Linked DNA regions of Mus musculus: all the other regions are linked to region 2. The links are chromatin contacts, called in public promoter capture Hi-C maps. All regions are on one chromosome and are shown on one strand. Each heading gives the region's core, a stretch centred on a gene start, on an enhancer-like site or on the middle of the called end of the contact. The rest is flanking DNA. Distances are from core to core; before and after follow the strand shown. Region 1 overlaps Dock2 (dedicator of cyto-kinesis 2). Region 2 holds the start of 4930403D09Rik (RIKEN cDNA 4930403D09 gene). Region 3 holds the start of Kcnmb1 (potassium large conductance calcium-activated channel, subfamily M, beta member 1).

Region 1 (4,234 bases), core at 1,311-3,810, 440 kb before region 2:
GGGTGGGTGAGGGAATGCCTTCCTATAGTGTCTGGCCTGTTATTCTAAGTTTACCACCCCTCCCCACAGTACAGCCCTGTGTTTTACACGTCTAATTCTAGCCCTTTTTGATTTGTAATCTTCTCATCAGTTTTAGTTATTTATTACAACATATCTATTTACAACAGGAATAAATGTTTTTAAATCATCCTAAGAGGTTAACAATGCTTAACTTTGGGTGGTTGGAACTTGAGTGATGATAACTTTGAATTTTGTGTGTTCTATTGTTTTTGTCCTATTGTTCTATTGGTTCCTCACCTGAAGAGTTAGGATCACACAGCTCCTGGACCTGTTATCTGATAGAAAGGGGAGAAGAGAGAAGTAGTGTTGCATCATGCTTGACTCAAGAGCAACCTTTTGTGTTCTTTCCCCTCAGCCAATAGAGCTTGGAGAAGACCAGTATGTGTACATATCTATGGACTATGGTTCCTGGTCATGTGGAAACTGAATTTTTAGTGTCTAGAACGGATGAGATTAGCCCTTCTTTGTTCCACATGATGTTTTAAATAGGATTTGTCTGCTTTGAATTCACATGAGGGTCCACTCTCTGAAGTATTATGCTGATGGTATTTTGAGGGAGGAAACATGATGTATACAGGTACGGCCTTTGGCAAGTAAAGTCATTAGGGTGGAAGCTCTATGAGTGAATTCTGGAAGCTTTATGGAGAGGGAGAAAGACCACACAGATATAGCGGGATGTAGAGGCTGATGTAATGTTCCAAGGGGACACTCACCAGAGGCTGCAATGTGCTCTGGGACCTTGAATCTCTAGAATCATGAGCCATAAATAGCTGTGTCTAAGTACTCTAAGTATGAATGGTACAAACACAATTCTAACTGGGGGATTTAAATATGAGTGGGTTTTAGTATGAAGATAACATGTTATAATACAAACTCATATAGTTCAGAAGGGTTGACATCTCTCTGACTATTTAGTGACATCCAAAGATTCCAGGCTCATGACCAGCATGCTTTGCACCTCCCCCCCCCCTTTCCCCCTTAAATATCGGTAGTTTAGAGTATTCTCTATTATCTGTCTTCCTTACTCAGTTGAGCACTAAGATGAATGAACTCATGGCCCGGTAGCTATGTAGCTGGAGACTAAGGTACCAGATGTCTGTGACATACCCATATAACGATGCTTCTGACAGGCACCCCACTGTGCTTAAGTATACTAGGACAGCAATTACCCACCTTCAAAAATATCAAGATGCCTCTGTCTCTACTGTCTTTTTTTTTTTTTTTTTTGAGGCAGTCTCACTATATACTTCTAGCTGGCTTGGAACTGGTTTTATAGACCAAGGTGGCCCTGAACTCATAGATCACAGAGATCTGCCTGCCCCTTCTAAGTACTGGGATTGAAGACCTGGGCCACTGTTAATTCCAAAAATGTGAGGAAAAAAGACACTGACCCAAATCATCATGGTCAAATTAATTAAAGCAAGCCTTTTAAAATTCATGTACATGGGCTGCCTCCCGCAATGGTGAGGCTCGAGAGGTCAGCGTTGGATGTGAGGAAGACAAGGGTTTTATAGTTCAGGAGTATGTAATGGGCATTTGGTGGGCAAAATAGGCAGGGTTGCAGAAGCAGAACATAAGCATAACAAGTTAGTTATGACACAAAGAGGTAGTTGCAAGATGGGCAAAACAAGGTAGTCATAGCAACAAGCAATCATATAACCTTTTGAAACAAAGATAGGGTTGTAAGATGGTTATAAGCAACAGACATGGTTGTTGTTTCTTGGAACAGGCAGTATAGAATCATTTATAGTTACCTGTGGGGTATAGCCCAATCTTTGAGAAGCAGAAGTTTAACCATAAACAGGAATGAACCTGGTCTGTCTATATTATAAAATGGTTTTTTTGCTTAAGGAGGAGGCAGGTTGGTTCTTCACCACAATGCCTTGCTGTCCCCTAGACCACAGTGGAGGGTGTTCTTCTGAGGTAGCTGGTCTTTAGAATCTTCTTCGTAAGGTGTTCTCGGAGTTGTATGTGGACACTATACTTACTCATTCCCTGCCCGGCTTGGAATGACAAAAAAGTCTGTTTACGGATACTTGTGTATGTCAGGGCTGTGGGGTCTATTATAGTAGTAAGGGGGGGGGGGGCTCTAGACAGAGACTCCAGAAAATTTTTGGACTTGTTTCCAGTAAAATATGACCGTGGGGAGGGGCAAGGAAAGAGGCTACTGGGAGATTTGAGTTGTTATAAAGCAATGTAATACTTCACTGTTTTCTACAGAGAGTATCTCATGACAGGGTTCTGAGAGCCAGCCTTCTTGCCCGCCAACATCTGCAGCTCTTCAGAGCTGTCAGATGCCCTTGCCTGCAGGACTGTGTGGGCCACAAAGAGCTCTGGGTAGGTGGTGAAGGATTGAATCTACCATGGGTAGAGTGGGGCACACCAGAATCTACAGCACCTTCTGTACTAGCAACCCTGTCAAGGGTGATTGTGACCCAAACAATGGGGACATTGTGAGCTCTTCACAGGGGATCATTTGAAGAACCACTCTGCCAGGAGGCCTCCTTTGTTCAGCTGTGTGCGAGAAGCTGCTGGGTGTGAAAGGGATTCTATTGTTTGGAGGATGCTGCTCCACTCTCTGAAAGTTGAAACCCACTTTTCCTGTTTTTTTGAATGAGGGTGGGGCTGAGATGTCAGTGAGCTTGAGTTCTGTCTCATTTATTCTGTTGTTATGGAAATATGTTGAAAGGACATCAATAAAAAGAATGAGATTCTAAGTCTGTAGGTTCTGGAAACAAAATAGAAAACATTTCTAACTTGTTGGATTATGATATTAATTTAACTATTGTCCAAAAAAGGACATGGTACCCACTAACCTTTTGAATATTTTCCGTATGGCAGGCACAGGGAAATAGATCCCTCTGAACACTTCACACAATTTAAATTTGACAAGGCAGCTGTGATTATTCCTATTCAACATGTCACTTGTCAACGATCACTCAGATAGGAGGACTCAGATCTTCATTCTAAGCCAAGTTTTGACTACACACTCATTTTTAAATACATACATTTTATTATCTATAGTGGAGGTATACAACATAATGGTATCCTTCGTCCCTCCCTCCCTCCCTCCCTTCCTTTTTTCTTCCTTCTCCTGCTCCTTTTAGATTTTATTTCTTTTATATATGTGGGTAAAACATCTCTCTCTTCAGACACACCAGAAGAGGGCATCAATACCATTGCAGATGGTTGTGAGGTACCATGTGGTTGCTGGGAATTGAACTCAGGACTTCTGGAAGAGCAGTCAGTGTTCTTAACCACTGAGCCACCTCTCCAGCCCCTTGTTATTGTTTTCTTAACTGGAGTCTGTCTGCTGCGCGTGTCCTTCTTGACTTCTTCAGTTTGCATATCTACTGCTTTGTATCTTCTGACCTATGTCTCGAATTTCCTGAATATATTCCTGAATATAACCTGTTCATATTGTATTTTTTGTGTGTATGTTTCCTGGACCGGTCCTTTGGCACTGCCCAGTTGGTGTGCTCTTCTCTGGGAAGACCAGCCCTCCTACTCCCAGCATTCCTCAGTTGCCTGCATGTCTTTGTGTTAGATGGTGGCCTCTGTGGCTTGTTCTTGTCTACTTAGGTGTGTCCATTGGTTTCATCCTTGTTCGGCTCACATTCGGGCTGTCATGATGGTGTTATGGAGTTAACTTCTGATGTTACTAGGAGACACCATCTCAGAGCAAACTCCCTGACCCTCTGGTTCTTTATTGTTATTAGATGTCACACGCAGATGAGATCATAGAGTATTTTTTTTCTGCTATGTGCTTATTAAAGGCATGCACCACCACGCTCAGCTGAGTAGTGTTCTGCTTGTATAGTGCACTTGATACACCTCTGCTTCTTTGTTCACTCACTGATGGGTGCTTCCTGGTGCACGACTTTAATCCCAGCACTCGGGAAGCAGAGACAGGCAGATTTCTGAGTTCGAGGCCAGCCTGGTCTACAGAGTGAGTTCTAGGACAGCCAGGGCTACACAGAGAAACCCTGTCTCGAAAAAACAAACAACAACAACAAAAACCCAACCAACCAACCAAACAAACAAACCTTAACTTTTATGAACAGAGCTGCAGACTATTATGAACATGGGAGCACAGACATCTTAAAGAACTGGTGATGTCATTTCCTTTGGGTAGATGTCTAGGAGGGAGCTTGTTGGCCATGTGGAAGTTCTA
Region 2 (4,563 bases), core at 908-3,407:
GTCAAATGTGCTAAGAGTAGAGAAGGTGCCCCCCCCCCCCACGAGAGTGAGAAAGTGGGCAGTGGTCTGTTACATAGGAGAATGGTCCAAAGTTCTAAGAAGTAGAAAGTTCTGGGTTTTTTCAACCTGCATCCCTGGGTCTCATGTATCCCAGGACCACTCTGAATGTGGCCTTGCACACCTATAGGGGACAGAAATCACGTGACAATGTCCAGAGGTTGGACAGGACATGCTCAAGTCTGCACCAGGAAAGCATAATTTTGACTTAGAAGAGCTGGGGACAGACTTTAAAATGAAAACATGCCACTAAGTGCAAAGGAAGTAACCTGAATTGGGGGGTAAGAATGAAAGCCTGGCATAGAAAAGATCAGGCCAAAGCAAGCAGGGTATTGCATGTGAAGAGAGAACTGCACTTGCCCATGGCAGTGGAGAGCCATGGAGGTCAGGAATGGCTATGATTCAGGCTGTCCCTGAGAATGGCAGGACAGGAGAAGAAAGCTGTGGGAACAGTCAGTGGGGGCTCACGGACAAAGACAAAAAGAACAAGGTGGTCAGAGAGACATGGAGGTTGCACCTCGGCAGCCCGGTTCCAAAACATGAAATGTGGGTGATATTTGGCTAGCACTGCGTCTCGGATAAAGGACTGGCAAGGAGGTGCTCAGAGGAAGTGCATGGGGTATGGAAGAACGATCACAGGAACATTGTCTATTATGGAGAAAAAAGCCGAGAAACCACAAAATGGCCCATCAATAAGAAACTGATTAAATAAACCGTGATACGGTCATAGAGTGGAATGCTCTTTGGTGATTAAAAAAGATGACGTGTAGCTGCACTCATTGGTGTGAAAGGAGTCTACGATTTATTATTGAGTAAAATTGGCAAGCTATGAAACCACATTCGTCGTGTAATACCATTTATCAAAACGACACCCTAAAAATGTCACTCGTATAGATACTTCTAAGGAGACCTTTGAAGTGATGCTCACCCACATGTTGACGGGAGCCTTCTCCAGGAGAGAGGATCCCAGAGAATACTAGCTGTTGTTTGGGGGACGGGATGCTCTTTCTTTATATCATTTCTGGACAGCATGCATTGTTCAGCCACTAATCACTAAGCGTCTAATCATTTGAATGTAAGACAATACAAATTCCTAAAACGTCAAATACATGGTTCCTGAATTCTAGCAAGGCAACCTCAGTCCCTACGTTGACCTGCATTAGTCTTCACCTGAAAATCAGCCCACTCTGGGAGAATGTGAGGAGATTTTAGTCCATCAGGAAGAGAAAAGAGAGAGGATGCTCAGATAGTTCAGTGACCTTGTTTCCTCTTCTAGGGTCTTCCTGAGAGCCATCAACAAGTTTGCAGAAACCATGAACCAGAAGTTTCTGGAACACACAAGCTTTGAGTTCCAGGTGAGTGTGAAGCATTGGAGTTGCTCAGGGCTACCCTGGCACATTGGGCTGGTTCTTCATCCTCCACCATCACCACCGGCAAGCACACAGAGGCCGTAGGTGTCTCTGAATACATGCAGAAGGGAAGTGTGGAAAGGAAAGAAGACGATGTCCCTTCTGACTGGGATGCACACCACTTCTTAACTGTAGAATGGGTGCTGCTGCCGTTGCCTTTCAACTTTTTTTTTTTAGTACTTTGTTCACGGGTTCCTAGGAGCAGCCAGTCACAGACCCGAAAGTATAAAGCTTTCAAGTTTATCTCTGTGACTTCCCAATTTCTCCAAAAGTCATTTTGGCGTGTGTGCTTAGCCACATTTTAGGGCCTCTGAGACATTAGAGCAGGGATTGGGCTGTGTGATAAGAATGTCCCTGAGGTAAGGAGAGTGAAGTCCCTGGCCCGGCCCACAAAGAACATGTTCTTCAAAGCCAGACGTGAAAGTCCATGTTACTGCCCATGGCTGCAGGAGTGAGAGAGAAGAAACCCTACCCCCAAGTCTTTGATGCCTGCTTCAGCAAAGTCCTCAACCCTTAGAGCTTCTGGTAACTGAGAGTAAGGGAATACTCACCAAGTACAGTACCCCAGGGTCATGCCATTCCTGCCTGCCCATCTGAGACGCTGTGTTTCCATCAGCCTGGCCTCTTCAGCTCAGCAGCTTAGGTGGGCAAGGATGTCATTGCACCAGAGTGATAACAACTGTAAAATGCTAACTGCCCTCCCACCTCAGGAGACTTTGCCAGCCCAGGAGCATGCTGGGAAATCTTATCAGTCAGTTGCTGTTGGAATAGTTCCTCTTTACAGAGCCTGCCCTGCCTGACTCCTCTTTGGAATTTGTTTAGTGACTCTGTCTGTGGTCACTGGTCACATCTAGGTCTCTTGATGTTTCTTTAGGCACTATCTGTCCTTTGAAATCATCGCTTATTATTCCTCCAATCCTGTCCATGTTTTCTTTCCTTCTGGTAAAATACAGTTACACAAGAGTAAAAAGCCTTGTGCTCATAGCCACTCTGTGCCCGGTGGGGGAGGTGACACCTGGGCTGAGACCCGTGCCAGGCACCTTCCTGGGAAGATGGGTTGAGCTCCCTTTGTTGGCTTTCAAGGATGACCCTCTTCTCTGAATGAGGTTCTTGGTCTTGCCTATGACCTTGCATTCAGCTCTGGGGACGGAAGTGACCAATGTTCATGATGACCAGAGTAACTGCCATAGTTTATATACCAGCTCATACGAAGTCACTGTCACAGACATTCAGCCACCCTGCAAGTTGGATGCCACTGCTAGCCAGCTTCTTTTCTGAAGATGCAGGAGTGAGTAAGACCTGGAATCCATGTACAGAAAGCCTGACATCAACACCTTAATGCCTTTGGGGCTAGAAACTGCGCTGGCTGATACAGGCCTCCACATTGGGCCATGGCCACACCCCAGGTTCAGAGTATCGCGATGGCCTTGGGTAAGGCTTTCTCTCCAGATGACATATCTTTCCCAGAGCAACGAAACGTGTCATGCTGGCCGTTTAAAACCAAGAGAAAGGTTTCATTTCCCATGCAGATAGTTGCTGTTTCCATTTGTTACGAGCCTGTTCAAAGAAATGGATATGTCCATGGTGTTTGAAGGGACAGCTTGGAACAACATACCTGGGGCCAGAGGGGCAGTGTGTGGCCATCAAAGGCCAGCTGGTTTGTCATTTTCCCTGATGTCAGCAGTTCTAGCCTTAGGACCTGCTGTTCTGACTGTCACTCTCCTCCATGGTCTTAGGGAGGCTCTTTCCCAAGACAGGGTCAGCTCCAGTCCTCTGGGCCATTCTTTTCGGTTTCATAAAACTTTTCTGAAAGAAAAATTATATATGCAACGTACCTAAGAAAGGAATGTGACATACATGCAAAGGTTAAATTTATGAATTGTGTGGTTTTTGGTAAAGTACTTCATTGTTCTGTGCTCGGTTTCTTCAACGTTGTATGAATATGCTGTTAGTGGCTGTTTCTTTAAGCAGCCATAAGGGTTGGGTGAATTGATTCATGTAGCTCACTTAGAATGGTCCTGGCAACAAAAGCGCCACTTAATAAATGTTACCTTGTTAGCATCAGTTTGATGATGGTGATGATGATAATGATGGTGGCGGTGGTAGTAACGGTGAGGCTGCTGCTGTTGGTGGTGATGATGGTAGTGGTAGTGGTGGTAATCATGCTAATGATCATAGTGATATTATAAGCACCAGGGCCAGGAACTCAGGTCAGTTCTTGACAGGCAAGCCAGCAGAGAAGCAGCTTTTTGATCCTCACAACATAGCCGGAGGCTGTCACGCCCACAGGATTCTGTAAACTATGGAGAAGAGCTAGGAACACAGAATCAAATAATTCTTTTCTAATGAGGCTTCCACAGATATTTAGTGAAAAGTACCCCAAAACTGGGTCATTTTTCAATCTTCTCTTTGTTCCCTCATCTTTTCCTCCCCCCCTTTGAGAATGGATTTGTTCTTTGTACCCTGCCTGGAACACCCTCCTCTCCTTCTTGTGGGCTCATGTATTATGCATGTGATAGCAGCAGGAGCAGCCTCTATCCTGGCTCCCTCTATCCAGAGCAAGAGCAGGGGAAAGGAGATTAGCCCTAACCTCTCCTCTGAATGATGGCTTTGTGATTCAAAGGGCAAAAAGGCAGCAGCTCTATGGATGCCACTCCAGAGGAGCCAAGGCCTGGGCATTATAGAAATGGTGATTTCTGCCGGAAGCTAAGATCAGTGGTACTCTCTAGATGCTGGGACTCGATGCTCTTGGCTGTTTGCAAGGTCACATGGACCAGAAGAAGCTACGAATTCACCTTGGCAGGGTGAGAGTCCAGGCTAATTCACTTCACAGACTTGTACAATTCCACTACTGAGCATAGACTCAAAAGGAAATTAGTGCCAAGGGGACATATGCATCCCCATGTTCACTGCCATGAGCACTTTGTGATGAACATGGCATCACTCTCCATGTCCCGCAATATGGCAATGCGTAAAGGGAATGTCCTATATACAGTGGAATACTATTCAGCCATAGAAGATAAAAGCTTATCTTTTGCCTTAGCTAAAATAGACCCTGAGAACATCATGTTAAGGGACATAAGCCAGACACAGAAAG
Region 3 (4,650 bases), core at 1,520-4,019, 340 kb after region 2:
GCTCTTCATAAGATTGTGATGAGCAGCCAAGTCTGAGGCCTTCTTAACCATATTATCTCCAAGTCACAGGTAGAAATGGAAACCTCACAGGGGATAGGTGATTTGGGGAGTGGGGCTGGGACACAGCACCTGAGGCAAGGGCTGAGTAGCTTCAGAGTCTCAGCTATTTCCCCTAAAAAAGAGGAAGTACATGAGGGGTCTGATCTGATCAGAGTTGGAGGGTGGCAGGAGAGAGCTGGGGAGGCACACAGTTGCTCAGCAGTGCCCCACGTGGGTGAGACTCTGGCCTGGCACAACTGCAGCATTATAAAGCAAGGATGCAGACCAGGCCCAGGAGAGCCCAAGAGGCTCATCAACTCTTAAGCAAATGGATCGTGACTCAGCTCCCTGTATCCTGTGGGAGACCCACTGTCAGACAAGAGAGGATGGTCAGGAGCCAGACTATGCACAGAGGGAGGGCGTGAGACTCAGCTAAGGGTGAGCTGAGAGAGCACTGTGTGCCTGTTCCAAAGACAAGAGCCATCAGGAATTCCACAGCTCTTCTTTAAAGGCTGGAGGGATGACATGTCACAGAGTGTGAGGCACGAGGGTACACTGCACTCTCTGAGATTCCTCCATAAACTTCGTGGGAACAGATGTCACAGTGCAAAGACTCTCTGCTTATTGGGAAAACCCAGGTAAGGAAAGGCATGCTCATCAAAGAGGAATCTCCCATCTCAGAGGCATTTGTGCAGACTGCAGCCAGAGTCTGCCATTGTGAGCTCCACCCCCACCCCCAAGGAATCCTGCACCTGTCATCACCAGTCCCAACTGGGGAGTCTCTCACTCCTCTGCTCCCCCAGAACTGGAACCCCTGAGCCTGAAGATGACGAATGCCTCGTCTGTCCTGACTACCGTGACGGGTCAAGGGTAGGGTAGGTCAATCCAGGAAGTGGAGACATCCATACCTTTTCTGGTAGAGGGGCAGCACAGTTGTACCCAGGACGTAGTAGGTGATGGCAGCACACACTACCATTGCCACTCCCAGGCAGAGGGCTCGTGTCTCTCCGCGCTTCTGGGCCATCACCAGCTTCTTCCCCATGGCCACTGGAGGCAACAGTCATTTCTAGCACCAAGAAGGCAAAGAGAAGTGAGATTAGCCCAAGTGATAGGTTCATAAGAAGGAAGGAAGGAAGGAAGGAAGGAAGGAAGGAAGGAAGGAAGGAAGGAAGGAAGGAAGGAAGGAAGGAAGGAAGGAAGGCAGGCAGGCATGAGGGGATGCAACCAAATAACAACATTGCTCTTATTTAAGTATGATAATACGTGGAGCTTTGCAACTTACATGGAGCTTTCTTACAGAGGTCTGCTCTGGCCTCTGGTAACAGCCTACAGTTAGCTTTTAAATACTCAGGATCCATTATCACCAATTATCTCCAGGAGAAGCCCAGTACACTTGAGGGGATTTCCTTGTGGTGCTGGCTTTTTCCAGTGAGCCCTCCTAGACTCCTGAGCATTCCCAAGATAAATGACAGCAGGAGTCTGCTCAAGGCTACAGCATGGAAGCTCAGAAGGGAAAGGAAGGAAGGATGTCACCTGTTCCTGAGAGGTCTCGCTCCTGTGACTGGTTGTGCCTGTAATGTCCCGATGGCTCACCAGCTACATGAAGTGAGTTCAGTTTAAATGTAAAGCTTAGGTGGGAATCTGGGATGGGCCTAATGAGAACCTCCAGCAAGAAGGATATGAAGCTCTGATATGCACTGTGGCCTGAGACAGGAAGAAATGGGTTTCCATGATAACAGAAGAGATTTCAGGGAGACTATGCCGGATGTGAAACATTAAGTATCTCAGGACTCCTTGGATGGAATTCTGTAGAAAAGTCACCTGAGGTCTGGGCTTGATCTAGGAAAGTTGGAAAGGGTTAAAGAAGAGTCCTATGTGGCATAACTGTTGGGTTGTTGATCTCTTCCTTAGAAGGACTGGGGATAGAGTATGTAAGGGTTTTGGGGGAGTTTAGAGAAGAGAGGCCATCAGATATAAGACCGAGTCCTGGCTTTTCTACTTAGCAACCATATGACTGTTAAAACAAGAACAATAGTGCCCTCCTCAGGGTCCTGATGTAGACCCACCAACACTGCTGAGCGTCACCTCATAAATAAGTGATGCCCTCCATAAACAGGCGCCATCATTAACTGAGGAATTGAAGGAGCTTGGTGCACTCTGCCAGGCCTGTTTGTCGATCCCTATCCTGATGACAAGTGACAACACTGGTCCTGACTGGCTGGCCACAAAAGAGACGCCCAGACCAGGGTCAACAGGCCAGGCAGGCCCTCCGGTGCCAGAACTCTGATGGGCATCAGGAGAGGTAGGGATTTTCACCACCCTATCCATGCCATCACAGGCTGCTGTCTCCCACCATCTCCCCTCAGCCCCGGCTTCCTAGAAGCCCTTCCCAAGCTCTCTGGGATGTAGCACTCACAGTTCTCTGGGTCTCCGCTGGCTGGCAGATGGTTTCTCTCCACTCGCCCCACCCCCACCCCCACCCCAAGTCAGGCCTGGGAGCTCTAGCAGGAAGTTTGGTCTCCCAGCTGGTCTCCAGGGAAGCAGTCTCAGTCCCATCTGGGTCGAGCCTCCATGCCCAAACATGGTCAAGTCTGAGCACACAGCTTGCCCCGGGATAAAAACTCCACAAGCAGGTACCTAGCCTCACAGCCCTCAGCTGCTGTTGGGGACTCTGCCCCTGCATTTCCCAGAGTCTCCTGGGAAACAGATGTCAAACAGCAAAAGCCATTACCCACCCCACAAGGCCATCCTGATATATGTACAAAAATGTTTCTTCTACACTCCGTCTTTCAGGCTGGCAGAGAAGCCAGGAATAGGAAATGATCTTCCTTGTGTAGTGCAGGGGAGGGAGGTAGAGGGGTTGGGCTTGTCACTAGCCCATGTTATATCCACACCAGTGCAGCCAAAGCCTCCCACCTTTGTCCCTGACTTCCTGTGTGACTCTGAACAAGTCACTGAACCTCTCTGGACCTCTGTCTTCTCCCTTCTATAATTAATAGCATTTTGAAAACTTAACTTTATTCTGGATTGTTAAGTTAGAGATGGAGTTCAGAGAAAGGAGGAAATTCCGCCTTTTAAAGACCACTGGGGCTGAGGCTGGTAGCGGTGGGTCCCACAGCTGCTTCCGGCCAGCCGTCCAGGTCCAGGGACAGTGCCATGCTGGGGACCTCCCACAGACTGACTCTGCTTCATAGGCAGAAAGTTATTGCAGCCAATACGACAACTGAACATTGGTACTGGAGGTAGGGGTGGGGGGCAAACCTGCTTTTGCACTCCGGGTCCTTGTGGATAAAGAGAGCACTGTAAGAGTTGGGAAAGCAAGAACAAGCCCCGCCCCACCCCTGCCCCAACCCCGGCCCCGCCCCCGCCCCGCCCTCCTTACACCTTGGTGCCCTGCTAGTCATCTGCACAGAACTTGATGCCTGGTCCAGAGTTTCTCTACTTGATGAACAGAGACAGATTGGAAGTTGGCCCCTCCCAGTGTCAAATCCCAGCCATCTCTGCCACCAAGGGACTGTTCTAACACCTCAAACCATACCTCTGTTATGTCTCCAGCCACCTAAAGTTCTAGAAGTAGCCTCTGGTGTCCCCAGGCCCAGGGCAGTGGGTGCATCTTAGATATTCCTGATCACTAGGTGTTAGCACCTCTCACCTAAGCCTAACACCTGATAATCAGGGCCCTCTAAGGCCCAGAAAGAAAGTTGTCACTCAAGGCTCCTTGACACTCTGGGGGGTGAACAGCACCCCATCCCCCTTTAGTCACTGACTCTAACTAGAGAGACAACTACCTGTTTAGTTGCCTCATAGCAACTGGAGATTTATTAGTGTGCATGTGCCTGCATGTGTGTGTGGTGCTTAAATGATTTGTGCATGTGTGTGTGATATGTGTGTGTTTGGATAGGTATGGTGTGTGTATTATGTGTGTATGATATTGTGTATATGTGTGTGTACTTGATATTTTCACACATGCATGCATTCATGGAAACCAAAGGGAGACATTGGGTGTTTTTCTCCATCTGGCCCACCTCAGGAAGGACCTTTCGGCTGAGCAGCAGTGGGACCCGCCTTTAATCCCAGCACTCAGGAAGCAGAGGCAGGTGGATCTCAGTGAGATCGAGGCTGCCCCTTATAGAGAGTTCCAGAACAGCCAGGGCTACAGAGGAACCTTGTCATGAAAAAAACGGGGGAAGGGTTCTTTCACTGAGCCTGGAGCTGAGTGCTGGGGCACCTAACTATGAACAGTTTATTACACAGGTACTGGAGATTTGAACTTAGTCCTCTGTAGGTGCAACACTGATTCTTGCCCACCAGCCCCACAGACAAGGACGTCTTAAAGCATAGGGGTCAGGACCACTGACAAGGAAGGGGGAATATGGATCTGAGACCAGTTCTTCAGGAGAAGGATTTTCCAGTGATGGACCATGGTTCCTTCAAGGACCAGCAGCTTTCTCGTGGCACCTACAAAATTACTTAGAAACTCCTGCCTTGGGAGAGACATGGGCACTAGATGGTTCCTCACAAGTGTGAGCAGAGGGCCATTCATAATCCTCTCGACGGGCTGGGAAGGTTACACAATCAGATTTTATAAACACCAGTGAGGTTCCCAATGAT

The links. Promoter capture Hi-C pulls out the DNA fragments that hold promoters and counts their contacts. Capture Hi-C pulls out chosen DNA fragments and counts their contacts.
Region 1: a contact with region 2 is called in a promoter capture Hi-C map of stem cell-derived epiblast-like cells, with 3 times the contacts expected there. The contact joins the enhancer-like site here to the promoter of 4930403D09Rik in region 2. A contact is called at or near these places in 6 of 39 promoter capture datasets (cranial neural crest, embryonic stem cells, liver and 3 more) and 1 of 115 datasets of contacts at active chromatin or transcription factors (embryonic stem cells).
Region 3: a contact with region 2 is called in a promoter capture Hi-C map of liver, with 2.1 times the contacts expected there. The contact joins the promoter of Kcnmb1 here to the promoter of 4930403D09Rik in region 2. A contact is called at or near these places in 4 of 39 promoter capture datasets (embryonic stem cells, liver, pre-B cells and 1 more) and 1 of 9 other capture datasets (liver).

What each region holds. Positions count from the first base shown.
Region 1 is chr11:34,737,452-34,741,685 of GRCm38.p6, reverse strand. The region is part of intron 2 of Dock2 (dedicator of cyto-kinesis 2); the gene reads left to right. Among named protein-coding and RNA genes, the nearest start is that of Dock2, 44 kb to the left of the region's middle. Within about 2 kb of position 2,560, at least 48 of the 459 cell types and tissues checked have an H3K27ac peak or open chromatin away from gene starts, as enhancers often do. A contact at or near this core is called in embryonic stem cells and stem cell-derived epiblast-like cells, where this site is marked.
Region 2 is chr11:34,297,336-34,301,898 of GRCm38.p6, reverse strand. It overlaps 4930403D09Rik (RIKEN cDNA 4930403D09 gene), which reads right to left and starts at 2,157. Exons shown (of 2, transcript NR_167728.1): 1 at 2,018-2,157. Dock2 (dedicator of cyto-kinesis 2) reads left to right here. Exons shown (of 52, transcript NM_033374.3): 30 at 1,334-1,412.
Region 3 is chr11:33,961,132-33,965,781 of GRCm38.p6, reverse strand. It overlaps Kcnmb1 (potassium large conductance calcium-activated channel, subfamily M, beta member 1), which reads right to left and starts at 2,769. Exons shown (of 4, transcript NM_031169.4): 1 at 2,456-2,769; 2 at 948-1,105. The coding sequence starts at 1,081. It also overlaps a transcript of Kcnip1 not described here.